Regions from separate parts of the Oryzias latipes genome. Here region 2 is linked to region 1. A link is a contact called in public Hi-C data. All regions are on one chromosome and are shown on one strand. Each heading gives the region's core, a stretch centred on a gene start, on an enhancer-like site or on the middle of the called end of the contact. The rest is flanking DNA. Distances are from core to core; before and after follow the strand shown.

Evidence for each region. A called contact is a pair of places that touch in the nucleus more often than the background predicts.
Region 2: a Hi-C map of embryo shows a contact between it and region 1, with 2.8 times the contacts expected there. The contact joins two enhancer-like sites. A contact is called at or near these places in 3 of 5 Hi-C or Micro-C datasets (all in embryo).

What each region holds. Positions count from the first base shown.
Region 1 is chr20:19,696,884-19,700,788 of ASM223467v1, forward strand. It overlaps dnajb6 (dnaJ homolog subfamily B member 6), which reads left to right. Exons shown (of 10, transcript XM_011488993.2): 9 at 1,817-1,975; 10 at 3,180-3,905. The coding sequence ends at 3,289. Among protein-coding and RNA genes, the nearest start is that of LOC110017261, 18 kb to the left of the region's middle. Within about 2 kb of position 2,153, at least 2 of the 8 cell types and tissues checked have an H3K27ac peak or open chromatin away from gene starts, as enhancers often do. A contact at or near this core is called in embryo, where this site is marked.
Region 2 is chr20:19,818,782-19,822,887 of ASM223467v1, forward strand. It overlaps ptprn2 (receptor-type tyrosine-protein phosphatase N2), which reads right to left. Exons shown (of 22, transcript XM_020712453.2): 4 at 304-542. Among protein-coding and RNA genes, the nearest start is that of ptprn2, 25 kb to the right of the region's middle. Within about 2 kb of position 2,245, at least 1 of the 8 cell types and tissues checked has an H3K27ac peak or open chromatin away from gene starts, as enhancers often do. A contact at or near this core is called in embryo, where this site is marked.

The sequences.
Region 1 (3,905 bases), core at 903-3,402:
AAAGGTGGAAAGATTTCATGTAATCCATGGACACCAGTGAAGATCACAAATCATTGAAGAAATAAGGTTCATAGCAATGTCTAGTGGGTCTAGATGAACCAACTCCCAACGTTAATGTGCCTATGAAAGCACAAAGGTTAAAAAAAAATCTTACTTCCAAACTATAATCAGTGGACCACAAGATCCCTGCTCCGCTCCATTCTGATGCATCCACTTGTAGACGGCTGGATCCATGTACGTCTTCCTTGTCTGACATCTGGCTCAAAACTGTACGGCTGGATAGCTCCAATCTTGCTCACCATTTTTTGTCCCACTGCTAATGTTGGCCTGGGGTTGGGAGGGGCTGAAGTTAGGGATGTAGGCATGTAAACAGAAAGATCATGGGAAGGATAACTCTGCACCAGCAGTCCCGCCCACAATTTCGATGCGTACTCCTGATCAAATACTGCCGCTCTGCATAAACTATGTTTGTAGAAAATAGCACAGGTTGCACAGTTTTAATTAAAAACCACTGGGAACGATTTACTTTTTAAAATTCATTCAATATTGAAGTTGTTATTTGTTGTGTGTATTGCGGTTCCCGAGCGCGGCTGTGTCTGCAGCTCACCGCTCCCCCAGGGGATGGGTCAAATGCGGAGAATAAAGTTCACACACCTAGGTGTGTGACAGATAGTGGGACTTTAACTTTGACTTTAACTGTAACCCTTGTGCTATCCTAGGGACTTTAACATCGGGAGTTGGGTCATCTAGACCCACTAGACAGTGCGCTGAACCTTTTTTCTTTAATGATTTGTGATCTTCACTGGTGTCCATGGATTACATGAAATCTTTCCACCTTTATCCACCTTTCTCATGGTAGGGAGAACACGTCAATGTACGGGTGGGGTCATCTAAGATAGCACAAGGGTTAAAAATGCTTCATCTCTGAAACTATTCAAAAATTCTGGCACACTTTTGGAGCTGGCAGAGATTTCTACCAACACTTTCCATCTAATTCACATCAAAAAAGAAAGGAAATGCGGGGGATGCATGGATCGACTGTTGTATTGGAGCTGAGATGCTCACACAGTTTACCCTGACGTCAGTTAAAGCCTCTGGTGATTTGGGCTGCGTTCAAAGCAGAGCTATCGGACACCTTGCAGGGGATTTAAAAAAAAAAAAAATTCTGGTGCAGATCCTTCCCTACAATGCGTCCAGTTTCAACACAACGAGCATCTGGCCTCCTTTCTCCTCCTCTCCGCTGCCTTAATTACACAACACAATGGCAATGAGATCTGCCTGTAATCTCCCAGCATAATAACACCCCCCCTCACCCTAGCCCCTGCCTGCCACTAATTCAATATAAATGTAAATTACCTAGAGAAAAGAATAACCAAATCTCATTTTATTTACATGACTAATCACAATAAAGTTGGGCAGATGAAATATGAATAAAAAATATAGTGTTTGGGAAAAAATGGGGCATCTGCGTATCCTCAGGGACTTGTTTTATATCATTCTTGTTGTTTCTTGTTGGTTACATCAATATACCTTTTAGACTCGTGCTCAACCTGCTGTAATAGATGTGTGCATCTACTTTCTCCTGTCTGATTGTATTCACACTGCCAAGGGCATCAGAAGCCAATATGTGAGGTTTTTTTTTTTTTTATTGCAACACACATCTCCTGTCAGAAGGATGAAATTCACAAGAGCTGCATGGGGGGGGAGGAGAAAAAAAACAAAACAGATTTAATGTCGAACACCTCTGGCAATTCATCCAGACAGTGAAAAAGCTTAGGTGTGATTCATTCCCACCCTGTTCTGCTCACACCCGCAGACATCACAGCCCAAGACCCCCTGGAGGAGGAGTTTCATCGCCGCAGACAGAACACACTTCCTGGCCTGGGCCTGCACCAGCGCTACCTGAGGAACTCTGCTCAAAACCCCTTTGAGGAAGAGGAGGAGCACGGCCCACTGAGTCTGGGCCTAACAAGAGGTCCGCCCACCCGCCACTGCATGCTGATTAATCACCAGCAAAGATTTTAAAGAGCCTTAATGAGCGCAACTAACTGTGTACTTTAAGGCGTGATGGCCACACAAAGCAGGACCAAGAAGAGGGGCTCATTTGATTGGCAGATGTAAACACAGAGGGCAGATATGTTCATTAAGCAGCTCTGTTCTACATCGCTGTAACCATCAGAGGTCGGAGTCCACCCCCTGTTTTCCTCCACGGGGTCAGGAAGTCAGCCACAAAAGCGGAGCAATTATCAGCAGCACACATTCGCCGAGCGTCACATGGCGGCGGCTTCGTTAGCATGGAAGCTTTAATTTCAGCGTGTGTAGTTCCTGCTGAGACACAAACAAAGGCCTTGATTCTTTGTCTGAGAGAATGACACAGTCCTCCAAGTCCCTCAGAAAGTTTTTAACAAAACCTGCTTTCTGTGGCTTCAACTTCGATATCAGAGCAAAGACAGCATCAATTAACATGCGTGTGATGTAGTTTGTGGCATTTAAGGGGTCAATTATTTGCATTTTTACCCAAGAAAAAAGTACTTTGAAAATAAAACTCTAAATAGCTGCTCAAAGCACACTTACCACACTTATGGATGGAGAAATGTGCTTATAAACATAAACCTGTTCATGCTTATTATAGGTTAGAACACACTGATCATTTTTAGAGCTGCTGGTCTGACAGTAGTGGACCTTCCAGTTCTAAAACTCTCAGATGCTATGTGACAGTTGTGTGAATCCCCCCCCCCCTGAAAATTTAGAAATTAAAATTATGAGTCTTGAAAATGAGGCAATTTTACAACATTTGATTTCACATTTAGGGAATTAAAAATGTTCCCATTTCAAAATCCAAAACTGTTGTCTTCATAATTCTTCACTCAATGAACTCGTATTTAACCTTGTAAAGCTCAAGACATCAAGGAATTGCCAAAAAAAAAAGAAAAATCAAATTTTTACCCTTTGATGAAATCCATTAAACATTGCAGTAACATCTTTTTATTAGATAGCGTCAATATTGATACATTGGGTGATTTGGTAAGTTTTTACTCACAACAATGTTACGTTGAGATGCAAAAATAATGACATTAATGGAAAGTTATAAAGTTATGCATTTTTAAGTTTGGGGCTAAATATTTTTTTTTGTCATTTCATTGAGAAATAACGTTGCTTTTATACTTTCATTTTTGAAGGACATGTGGATACCAAAAGGAAGAAGCTGTGGTTGAAGGAGGCAGAATCCAAAAGGAAGCGAGCTGGACGCCTTTTCCCCAGATTCAGTGGACTTGGTGCCTTTTTTTGAACTCTTCTGACTTGTACAGAACATGATGTCTGATTGCAGAAGAGCCATGAGTTCTTTGTGGCATTAGTTTTTTTTTTTGTGCTAATTATTGGCGAGCCGACAGCCTTACTGCTGCTTCATTTCTCCACCTGTTAATCAGCTGCAACGCAAAGCTTAACTTCTACATTAGATGCTCGCCTGCAGAGACCTCCGTTTTAATGGTTTATTTTGTCCGAGACGCGCTTTAACGATTCAGCTGTGGCTGTGTTTGTTATTAATGGAACCTTGAGTTTCAATTCATCTCTCATGATTGGACTTTCCTAAGTTTTACTGTGTTTTTGGGAAGTTTTTGAAAAGGGCCCAGGTGGAAGGAGAATGGCAGGAACAGCCTTGTTTGATACAAAGTTCCTGTGCTAATTCTGTGAAGCAGGTGAGGGTATGTGAAGGTCAGGCTATTCAGTGGATACTTCTTTTGTAGGAGACAATGAAAGGGAGGATAATGAACTGAAACAGGTTGAAAATGTTCAAGAATATCATGTTCCTTTTATCCTGTTTGGACTGTTTTTAGTTCCTTCTATATTTCATTTGGTTGAAAAATCCCCTCATGTCATCAGTGTTTGACTGTTTTTTTTCTAAA
Region 2 (4,106 bases), core at 995-3,494, 120 kb after region 1:
TGTTTTTGATGTATTTCGGTTCTTGGTGGAAAAAGAAAAGTATCCCATAAAAAAAAAAAAAAAAAAAAAATTCTTCCTTCTTTTTAGAAAACAGTGCAGTTAATGTTAGTCTAAGGGTTCAAAGGAAGCAGGCCAGATCATTGCCCTTGACATATTTTCACCTCCCCAATACTAGCCCTATATGCAAAATGTTACGGCACGCCTGCTGTAGAACATTCTTCTCTATTCTGTTTTTTTTCTTTGGGTCTACTTTGCAACATTGATTTGACATCATACCATGCTTGTGCTCCATCCGAAGCTCACCTGAACCTTGGATCCCTCCTGTTGGACCATTTGATGGTCCAATGGCAGCAGAAAGCCCAACCCTGTGAGGTACTTTTGCAGGTTTCTGTTAAGTTCGGTTTGATCGGGCTTCGGTTTCCCGTTGCTGTAAAGGTCCAGGAGACTTGGAGAATTGCTCTGGTGGTGAAAGGGGACATTCCTCAATTTGGAAAGCTCCCTAGAGATGACCTTTTGAGTGATATCGTCCTCCCATTTCAAACCTAAAAAATGAAAAGAAAAAGGAAGCAAAATAAAAAAGAAATTAACAAAGTTTCTATTTGAAATTTAGCAACTGCTTACAACAGTAAAAATTGTTTTTTAGAACAGATCCTAAAGCAGATTCTACCGTTTCTTTATAGACGGTGAGACTTTTCTTGAACAGTTTCAGGGTTTTTCTGCAGAGCACCGATGTTGGATGACAAGGACTATCTTGGAATCTGTTTTACCCCAGAGGTGGAGGTCAAACACCAGAGACACCACATGTCTGTCAAGGTCTTCCACAATCAACTTTTCTAGCCATTTCTTAATAAACCTTGCTTTTGGTACTGCAGTGCAATCATGCTGACCATGCTCTGTGGCCTTGGACTGCCCTGTGGATGGTTTCGCTTTTCTAAAATATCTTTTACCACAAACCATGAGATATCCAGCAGGGATGTAATTTCACAAATGGGTTCAGTTCGCCTGTGGCATCCAGAAGCCACTCTTTACAACTCATTATCCTTTGTAATTTGACTTAAGTTAACCCCACATTGTCTGGCATGAGCTGCAAGCACAAGGAAAATTTAAGTTGCAGAATTGTAATATATGGTTTTCTAAAAAAACTAAATACTGTTTTTACGAATGCATCTCTAAGAAGTTTGGTGTATTCTGGTCTTATTTCAATAACTTAGATTGGCATCCAGTATCTTAAATCAATAAAAAACAAGGCTATTTTTTGAAAAAGGAAATGTCAACCTTTACTGATGTTTCAAAACCATCTATTGTCATTTAGTTCAAAGTTTTTAGAATATTTTCGTAGAAAGTAAACTTTTTTTTTGAGGGAGTCATTAACATGTTACCCTTCCTAATTTTAGCTACTCTGAAAATACTGAGCACATAGCATTACATTCAGTTCCTCAACTACAGTGGAACAGGTTGCAAAAAAACAAAACAAAACAAAAAAAACAAATGAAAAAGCCCAGACCATGATGACTCCATGTTGACAATTTATGTTTTTATGGCAAAACAATCTATTTAGTACCCAGGAGGACAGAAGCACACATCGCAGTAGCAAACAAAGCTTTATCTGAGAAAGAGAAGGTCTAAAATTACTCAGTAGACCTATTGAGCAGGGACAGGCCCAGACACACACAAACAGCAGTCAGTAAACACGCCTGGGGAGGCTGTCACAGTATGGCCTGACGCTGTGCCAACAACTCTGCTAATTGCCAACACATAGTTGAGGTGCATAACTCCTGGGCGGGGGCAAAGTACAGTTATGCCAGGACCAGATGGAACCATCCAAGCAAAGGAAACAAAAGATAAAGATTTTTGCCTACTCCCACCGACTCAAAAGGCATTTGAAGTTCAGAAAGCATTCCACAGATAATAGACATATCGAAAGGGTTGGAGTATTTAAAAAAGAAAAGAAAGAGCCAATAACTATGTTCACCCCTTAACATTTTCAGGATTCATCTGAAAGTGCCACTTGTAATGATATGGGAGTGTTTATGTCAACAAACTAGCAGACTTGGAGGGAATTATAGAAAACATGAAAGGCATTAACATAGCAGAATATCTTCATTAGCCCGGTTTCCCTTCCACAGACACCAGAATCTCTCCTCGATATTCATAAGCACCAGATGAGGATCTGAACAATGCAGAGCAGCTACAGATGCCTCCATTCATTCTTGGCAGCGCTGAATGGAGCACAAAGACAGCGTATGCTCTCACTGTTCTGGAACGCAGCTCAGTCATCCATCCATGCAACAATAACTGTTAACTACCCCTGGCTTATCCAGTGTGGGGTGCTACTGGCTATATGTTACCGTGGTGATGATCATTTGTGCTATCATCACTGGCGATGAGGAACGAAGGTCTGTTGTCATCCCTGAACGATCCATATGCTACCTGCAGTTTACTGCAGCTGCTTAAACGGTTTCAGAATGAACGTGCGACGGCACCATAAACCGCATGAGGCTGCCTACATCAACTGTGACACCTCTTTCCCCTCCGTCTCTTGGGGGAGGCACTCATTTTCATACATACCATGGTTTGCGAGTATGGGCGCACTTGAGGGAGAAGGTGTGTCGACGCAAATTACAGGGTTAAAATGATCCATTCTGTAAATCAAAAAGTCAAGGAGGCAGGGCCTTTGTGGCTGGATTCCTCTCAATCAACATCTCAACTGATTATTCTGGCACTAAGGAGTTAAACATCATGCAGATTCATCTGGAAGTCCAGAGAAACTGCAGGCATCATCATCAAACCCTGCCACTTTCTGCCTCTTAAAGTAACATCCTGTCTCAAGCAAGTGCCTCAGTTAATTAAAGCCTTCGCCATTAGTCTGATAGCTTTCAAACAGACGAGATATTTCTCCAGGCCTCCAATATTTTATGTGGGAAAGAGAGAGGCGGGGAGGGGGGTCTCCTAAATATTCAAAGCCTATTAGATGAGATCCTGTCTACATGTCTTCTTGTTTCATCTGGTTGTTTTGAAATGCAGATTTTCCCCTTTTCCTTTACTTCTGTCCACCAACTGGTTTTAAAAGCACTAATGGAAAAAACCCTGAATAATTCAGCGGCAACTTCTATCTAATTAGTTAAAATGAAATGTGTCACTCTGAGTTTGACACACAAATTAAACTAATCGTACACTTGTAAAGCAGGATATGGCCAAAATATGAATAGAGATTAAACGCAAATGTGTATTGGTGCTTGTTAGATTTACTTACATCTCAACATTTAATTTTATTAAATTTATTTTACCTGAGAAAATATTTCAAAATGTACACAGTAAGTTATTTAACCATTCAAAAAGGGTTATTTTATTATATTTTAACATTAGTTTAATTTAAATGCTATAAATGAGACAAGGGCAGCTTTACAACTGTATTGTACAATCAATAAAAACCTAATATGTTGATTTTCCTGCATTTATCATAGCTCCATATTGTTCTTTAGTATTTTCTTCCTAAAAAATAACAGAAGCTTCTCTCTAATTATATATATATTTTTAAAAAACAACAAGTTTTCTTCCAGTTACAGCTGCTTCACTTTTCTATGCATGCTTGTTATTGCGAATTCGCTGCTCACTAATAAACGGATAAATCAGAACAGGGTGGAACAGTTTGTCAGTTCGTCTTTCACAGTGAGCACTTTTGTGCACGAGCAAATGTAGGACCATAAATAAAGTAACTCCAGTGGAACATCAAGTCACTTTATGGTCAATGATTCTCCCTGACTGACAACTCCTGTCAATGGAGCTAATGCAAATGTCACAATGCATCATCATACTTAGATGTTCTCCATCATCTGTTGGCCCACATGGGCAGGGACAGGCGGACAATCGACTGCAGTTTACTGTAGGTGAACACGGTTCATTAACCACATCTCTGCAACTTTCAGGCAAAATTCTCTCTGCTTAGCCCCACCCACTTCCTAGCAACTGTTGCCATGAAAATAAACTAACCAAAAAGCCTTGGGCACATAAAAACAATCATGACAACTGGTAATTAGTAAAACCAAGTGAGTTAACCTTTAGCAAAATAAAAATAAAAATAAACTGCCTATTGAAAAACACTGGTT